2 separate regions of the Mus musculus genome follow, and region 1 is linked to region 2. The links are chromatin contacts, called in public HiChIP or PLAC-seq maps. All regions are on one chromosome and are shown on one strand. The core of a region is the stretch at or near the end of the contact, and the rest is flanking DNA. Distances in the headings are between cores, read along the strand shown. Region 1 overlaps Bcl2 (B cell leukemia/lymphoma 2). Region 2 overlaps Gm41927 (a long non-coding RNA gene).

The links. HiChIP or PLAC-seq counts read pairs in DNA pulled down with a chosen protein or histone mark.
Region 1: an HNF4G HiChIP or PLAC-seq map of pancreatic cancer cells shows a contact between it and region 2. The contact joins two enhancer-like sites. A contact is called at or near these places in 7 of 39 promoter capture datasets (the 3T3-L1 cell line, the C10 cell line, embryonic stem cells and 3 more), 1 of 15 datasets of contacts at CTCF or cohesin (large pre-B cells), 1 of 484 Hi-C or Micro-C datasets (cerebellar granule neurons), 5 of 115 datasets of contacts at active chromatin or transcription factors (bone marrow-derived macrophages, large pre-B cells, pancreatic cancer cells and 1 more) and 2 of 9 other capture datasets (embryonic stem cells and liver).

What each region holds. Positions count from the first base shown.
Region 1 is chr1:106,699,389-106,703,091 of GRCm38.p6, reverse strand. The region is part of intron 1 of Bcl2 (B cell leukemia/lymphoma 2); the gene reads left to right. Among named protein-coding and RNA genes, the nearest start is that of Bcl2, 13 kb to the left of the region's middle. Within about 2 kb of position 2,376, at least 34 of the 459 cell types and tissues checked have an H3K27ac peak or open chromatin away from gene starts, as enhancers often do. A contact at or near this core is called in pancreatic cancer cells, where this site is marked.
Region 2 is chr1:105,904,570-105,908,377 of GRCm38.p6, reverse strand. All of the region lies in intron 2 of Gm41927 (a long non-coding RNA gene), which reads left to right. Among named protein-coding and RNA genes, the nearest start is that of Gm41927, 28 kb to the left of the region's middle. Within about 2 kb of position 1,752, at least 116 of the 459 cell types and tissues checked have an H3K27ac peak or open chromatin away from gene starts, as enhancers often do. A contact at or near this core is called in pancreatic cancer cells, where this site is marked.

The DNA.
Region 1 (3,703 bases), core at 1,127-3,626, 790 kb before region 2:
ATCTGTGCCTCTTTCCCACTGCCAGCCCCTCTTCAAGTGGCTTATCTTTGAGTGAATTCAGAAACTTCAAATTATAAAGGACACCCAGATAATTGGCCTGGTCTCCAAACTATCTGTCCCCTGTCCAACTGCCAGATTCCTTCTTAATGAATACATCCACTGACAGAGGGATCTTAAGCTTGCCCACATCGTGAGAAAATGAGCTCGCCTGCTCTGCAACAGCTTGCAGCACAGGGGAAGCAATGACAGCCATTGCACAAGTTGTCTTTGAATGTAGTTTTCTTTCCCATAAATGATACTTTGAGAATACAGTTAAGGGTTATTAGCTTTCTATTTCATGCTTGGCCTGTGTGTGAGAATAACACAAGCTGTCACTGCAAATCAGTAGCTGTATCTGGTTAATGTGAGCATTTAATATTTGGCTCGATTAAAAATTAACTGATGAAAGTCCATGTCATTGGAATCTGAAAATGACTTTTGTAAGAAATGTTTCAAGGGCATGACCAATGAGTAAATTAGTGGTTTAAAAACATGGCAAATTAAGGGGAGGGCTAATGTGAGTGGAGATGTTTGACTTTGCCTTAAAACCTCTACCTGCTTGGTACAGTAAAATGTTGGAAAGGACTATCTTGGTTGTCATTGCTAAAGATCAACTCATATTTTTTTCTTCATTTTTTTGCATTTGGTATTAAGTGAACATTTTTTAAAGTTGGACATTATTTACTGAACATAGAACAATAAATCAACTATTAATTTATATATGACTTTTTCACATCATAGTGTACTAATTATGTTTATATAATGTTAGCTGTGGTACCTGTCAGAAACCACACAAGGGAGGAAGATTTGGGGACCTCATGGTTTTAGAAGGTTCAGTTGTAGTTCCATGGCCCAGGTGCTTGGTCAGAGCATCATGGTGTGGAGTTTATGGTGGATGCTGTTCTTGGCAGATCGGAGTGTCAGGGTGAGATGCCCTCAAGAGCTGACCCACATTATCTACTTCTTCCAACTACCACCTACTTGCTGAATTTTCCAGATAGGATCAAATTATTTAAAATGCGAGCCTGAGCTGAAGAGATGGTTCTGTGGTTAAGAGCACCAGCTAACTCTTCCAGAAGAATTGGATTTAGTCCCCAGCACCCACATGGTGGCCAGTAACCATCTGTGACTCCAGTTCCAGTGGGTCTGATGACCTCTTTTTGCTTCATCTAGCACTGGTCGTGAAAGTGGTTCACAGACATACTTACAGAAAAAACACTCATGCACATAAATAAAATAAATATGGGCCTGTGGGGAGACATTTCATATTCAGATGATAACGTGTATATTGGCCAGGTCCTGGAGTAAGATGGTCGTCTGACTTGCGGTCTGGGAGGTATAGGGGATCCAGAATCAGACAGCACAGACAAGCATGCCTAGTGCTGTGGGAGAAGAATGCAGCTAAGGCAGAGGTATTTGTGAGGTCAGGAAGGTACCCCAGGGAGTTAGCCTAATGAAGAGGGAAATGTGGGACCAGCTGATGAAGGTTATAGGGACTGGGGAGCCCAGCCTGGCTGGCACAGAGAAAGCAAGCCAGCTGGATCAGAGAGAGGATGCTAGAGACACACAGCCTGCAAGGGCTCTTTCCACACAGGCCGATATGAGACCCTCACACAATTGATGTCAATGGGACTGGGAAGGTGTGAGTGGGCAGTAAGAGGGCCCTGTGCCTGGCCTCAGGACCAGCAGAGTGGATGCAAGGATAGGATGCAGAGATTGAGGAAGATGGGGCAGTGGACCAAGTATTTCATGTACCATCCATTTTCTTTTAAACTATAGTGACCTTCTCTCTACCTATTTTTAACCAGCTGTGGCTGTTGTTTTAGTTCTTTGTGAGTCTTGCCTCATCTCATATTCTCTTAAACCAGCAGTGTCTGGTTGAAGGCCTAGAATTCACAGTGGAATAACCCCCTTTTAAAAGATCAGCCCATCAACATTTCTTTGAGCAGAATTCAGTTATGGAAGGCGGCTGTCACAGAATTTTTTCTATGTGAAAACAAAGAACAAAACTATCCTATGAATTCCCTCTGTTGGGCCCTAAGAAAGGCAAGTGCCGTGCCGCAGACAGCGAGCCAGCCCACTCTTCTGTGTATGTCTGGAGGAGGAAACCTGCTGGCAGTGTTTTAGAACCAGGAAGCTAGGGAGGCACTGCTCTTGGCCCTGGTAGATCACTCACCTTCCTGGTATAGTTTCCTAAGACCAGACCGCATCCACTTCTGTCCTCTCCCTGTGGGTTGCAACCCCTTTAGGACCATTTCACAGGGGTAGCCTAAGACTATTGGAAAACACAGATATTTACACTATGATTCATAACCGTAGCAAAATCGCAGTTATGGAGTAGCAGCGAAAATCATTTTATGGTTGGTGAGTCATCACAACATGAGAATCTGTATGAAAGGGTCACAGTGTTAGGAAGTTGAGAACCACTGTCCTAAGACACCCGATTATTTAATAGGAATTGAATCAACCCTATTTAATTTTGGAAATATGTATCCTCTACTGCTTTCTATTGCAACATAAATAAATCACAAAAGTTAAAATGTGGCTTAATGATAGAATGTCTGCCTAACCTGTGATTGATTCAAGGCTAAATACACACACACACACACACACACACACACACGCACACGCACACGCACACGCGCACACGCACACACACACACTAATAGAATGCCTGATGTCCATATATGAGCTCAGGACCCTGTGGAGACTTATGAGGCAGGTGGTCTTGGCTCTAAAAGAACAGTACTAAAGGGCTAATTGGAGACGTCTATATTACTGCATGAAACAATTCTATAAACTACCACACACACACACACACACACACACACACACACACAGGCCTCAACAGAGAGACAGCAAAACCTGGTGACCAGCACAGATGGTGGCCTTGGTTGTCACTACCTAACCAGCAACTATGGTTTTTATTTGCATTTAAAAATGGGCTCCTCTCTAGGTAAATGGTATAAGCACGCGTTCATTAAATTAAAAAAGAATAGCATAGCTTTCATCTTTAGGTAGCACAGAAGTGCTAAAAGGGCCATGGACTCTACTCTTTCCCTTCAAGGAAGCATTTATGAGGTCATTGCGAGGCAGTAGTGTTTGCCCATTGGTGTGAGGCTCCATCCAGAATATGTCAAAAAATTCTTACTGTTGGTCTTGGTAGCTCATATCTGGAATTTCAGCACTCAAGACTAGGGCTGGAGGATTACTTGTAGTTCAAGGTCAGCCTGCACTGCTGGTATAAACCTTTAATCCTAGTATTTAAGAAAAGCGGGCACAGGCAGGTGTCTTTTGACATGAGGCCAGCCTGGTCTATATAGCATGTCCAGAGTCACATGGTAAACAACAACAAAGCAAAACAAATTGTGTGCCAGGCGCTGTTCTAGAAGACCAGAGCTGAAAATACAATGTTCAGTAGCCCTTTTTCCTTCAGCCCTCGCCTCCTACAGCATGGGGAGGTGAGCATTGTGCATAGGTAACTACCTGAATAGCAGGAAAGCCGCAGACTAAGGAAGGGTGTGTGCGGCTGGTGTGCGTGAGGCAAGGTGGGCTTGTGTGTTTTGGAGCATCACTGCAGTTCACACAGCAAAGGATAAAGGCCTTTGTTCATAAACCACCCCAAATTTAGTGTTCTACCCTTAAGTTTACCATCAGTTTCAGG
Region 2 (3,808 bases), core at 503-3,002:
GCTAGAGATGAGCAGCTTCCCCGGAGTAGGTCTCACATTGCCCCGGTAGTGGCACAACTGACTTATAAATAAGTAAATTTGACTGGTAGTTTTATTTTTAGCACAAAATCATGCTAGGTCTTAAAATGTCTCTTTGGCCCAGCTCCCAGGCATCCTTCATACATCACCTGCTGTGAATGCTAACAAGAATACAAATGTGTTCAGTTCAGTTGAAAATCGTGGATTGGCTCTCCACTCCCTCGGCCTGATTTCTCGGGGGCTGCTCTGATTTCTTCACACTGGTGACTGTGGAGTCCTATTAGACTCGGCCAGTACACCTTGATTGGAGCTCTGTCCTGTGTCTAAGGATGGTGGTATGATTGTCCTGCGGCTCCAGAAAGACCACACCAGGCCAAACAGTTCCATCTGAGGTTTATTGAGAGAGAGAGAAGGGCAAGGTGACATTGAAAAGAGAAGGGGGAAGAGAGAGAGAGAGAGAGAGAGAGAGAGAGAGAGAGAGAGATCGATCAGAGGAGCTTTCCTTTATATATGGATGGTGACATAGTCACAGGTAAAGGTGGGAGCCAAGTGGAATCTGGGAATATGGTGGCTGTTGCCTTGGCAACAGGTGTGTGGGTTGCGCTGTTGCCTATGTGATGTCATGGGTTTCAGAGGTCCTGATACCAACATATGGAATATTGGTAGTAATAAATTATATGGATAGATGAACGCCAATAGCCCAAATGTCACATTGATGACTGTTGGCATTTCCTCTAGCCTCTGCCACACAATAACCTGGCAACAGCCAGGTGTGCCTGACTCACCATAAACAGGACCTCTTGCCTCTCCTCCCTCTCTCTCTCTTGCTCTCTTCTCCTTTCGCTCCCTTATACTTCGCCCCTCCCGTCTCCTCATGGCCCTCTCCCTCTCTCTCCACGTGCTCATGCCTGCCCTCCCTACCCCAACTCTATTCTATACCATACTTGGCTGGTACCTCAGGGGGGAAGGGATGCCTCAGCGTTGGCCCCGCAGAGGCACCTTCTTCCCCTACACCATGGCTTGCCTCCACCAAACGTATCTCTGGTCTCTTTCTTTTTATAAAACGCAACACTGACAATAAATATTCTCACGGCACTATCATGTTGGCGTCTGAACTGCAGAACTGGAAGCCAGGCCCTGGCCCTGGGAAGACAAGTGTTCTCCATCCTCTTTTTATTTGAGTCAAAAGAAGATAACCATAAAAAACAAATTTGGATAGGAAATGCTGGTCATTTTTAATCAACTAATTTTGTTGTAAACAACTGAAGAATAAAGATGTTTGCTACCAAACCTATGACCTGAATTCAATTCTCACAGTCCTCACCCAGAGTCTTCACGGTACAAAGAAAGAACAGACTCTCACAAGTTGTCTTATTACCTACATGCAGACACACACACACACCACACACACACACACACACACACACACACACCACAGACACATACACACACACACATACACAGACACACAGACACACACACACACACACACACCACACAGACACATACACAGACACAGACACACACACTATTTAAAAAATTGATACATCAAACATGTACATATTTATGGGGTGCTGTGTAATACCTGGGCATGTGTCTCTGTGGTATAATGTTCAAGGAAGGGCGACATCCCCTTCTTTTAGAAGCTTTGACACAGAGCAAGTGATGCAGAGCCCAGGGCATGACTCAGCACCTTGGCTCCACTCCCAGTGGGCACTCTCCTCTCAGAATCTCAGTTTCAATGCTGTTCTCTGTGACTCAGCTGTCGTGACCTCTTTGGGCAAGTTCCATTGCATGTCTCATTCCAGGGCCTTCAGTTGGAAGGCAAAGACTTATCATCCAAGCTGATGGACCAGTGGCTGCCACTTCCCCTGGGGAAGCCAGGAGTTCCTCTTGGGGAGGGTCCCTGGGTCAGTGCCAGGAGAGGAGTTCTAGGAGGAGAACTGGGGCAAAGTCCTTTGTGATGGAAGGATTTCTGAGGATGTGTTATCACAGCGAAGCTCACCAAGGCGTCTCTGTGTTGATATAAATAGTTCTGCATTGGCAGCAGGTAGAGGAGAGCCAAACAGTAACGAGCATTAGGACAAACAAACAGGGATGTGGGCCCAGCCACCGTTAGCCACAGTTGGCAAAGGCTGGGAGGTGGTGGCGGTGCTCGAAGCTGAACCAACAATGAATTCATCACTTGTGACAGAAGGGAGGAAGCTCTTCGAATAATTACAAGTTCAGATAATTAGAAAAGCACACAGGACAGGGCATTGGTTCAAGATGAAAACTGGCAAAGATATACACTAATTTGCCAGGGTCCATGTTTAAATATTAATGAACAAAGCATTAGTTACATGATGGATACTTCCCATACGCAAAGGCCTGTGCTTGGTAGATAAGGTGTGTGAGTGTTTGGGGGTGAGAGTTCTTTCCTTCCCTACAACATACAGAGAACACCACACGTGTAATTGGAAGGAAGATGTCTAGAAGTGCTGGATATGATAGATAGAATAAGTGCCAGGCAGGAAAGAGGTGAATCTGAGGGAGACATGGAGGATGAAAACAGGAGACAAGGATCCTCCTCCAGCTAGAGCTGCCACGGACCATGGGCTAAGTAGTCTAAGATGAGCCACAGGGGAAAAGAGAGTGGGGATGTGGATTCCTGAAGTATACTGGGCAAGTGCCCCCTCCCTCAGCGGAAGCCAATCTGAGTTCCCTGTGGATAAAAGCATCCCAGACTTAGGCCCCAGGGAGGAAGAGCAACGACGGGGATACCAAACCACAGACTACGGGAACTCCGGAAACTCCGGGAACGGCGGCAGAGACAGTGAAGCTGTGGGAGTGGACATATAACAAGAGATAAAATGCCCAGGGGCTCCAGAGAGGCCCAGTGGTTAAGGACGCAGGTTGCCCTTCCACACTGGGAGACTCACAGCCACCTGTAATTCCAGTTCCAGGGGATACTTTCTGGCCTCCTGGACTCAAGTGCATATCTGTACCCAGACACATATGCATATTCACAATTAAAAATAAAAATATTTAAAAGCTAGAAAAGGGGATTACAAAAATAATAAAGGCTCTAAAAAATGACCAGACAGATTTTCACAAAAAATAAAAACGGACATTCCGAAACAGAAAGAGGGAATGGAAATTAAAAAAGAAAATAGCAAGTTCTACTCAATAAGTGGGTAAAGCAGCACACTGGGGTATAGCTGCAAAGATCTTCTGTATTCCTTTATTGTCTTACTGAGGGGAGAGTCAGGCCTCCACACCTAAATACAAAATGATGTACTCAATATTCAACAGCAGCCAGCCCTTAAAGAGTCCACTTGAAGAAGTGGTTATGAATGTAACTTCATACACGTTTGCATTTTATTTTACTTTGAATGTGTCTGTGGGTTGGTTTGTGCACATGACTGCAGTTGCCTATAGGGGCCACAAGAGGGCATTGCATTCCCTTGGAACAGGAGTTACAGGCAGTTGGGTACGGCTTGTGGGTGCTGGAATCTGAACTCCAGTTCTTTGGGAGAACGGAGTGTGTTACTAACCACTGACCTGTCTCACCAGTGTCTGTGAGAATTTGGAATCCAGTGCCTTTGGAATTTACTATAAAATGCAGCTTGCATGTTATTCCCCAAAGTGTCTTTCATCTAGACTTGCCCGAGATTGTTTCCTGTTTAAGGTCCTCCCCTTCCTTCCAGTCCCTCATCTTGGAGGACTTTCCAGACACTGACTGTGGGACTTATTTCATGTTCTAATTGTGGAGCTGACATTGCGCTGTGGTGTCTGTCTCAGGCCCTCT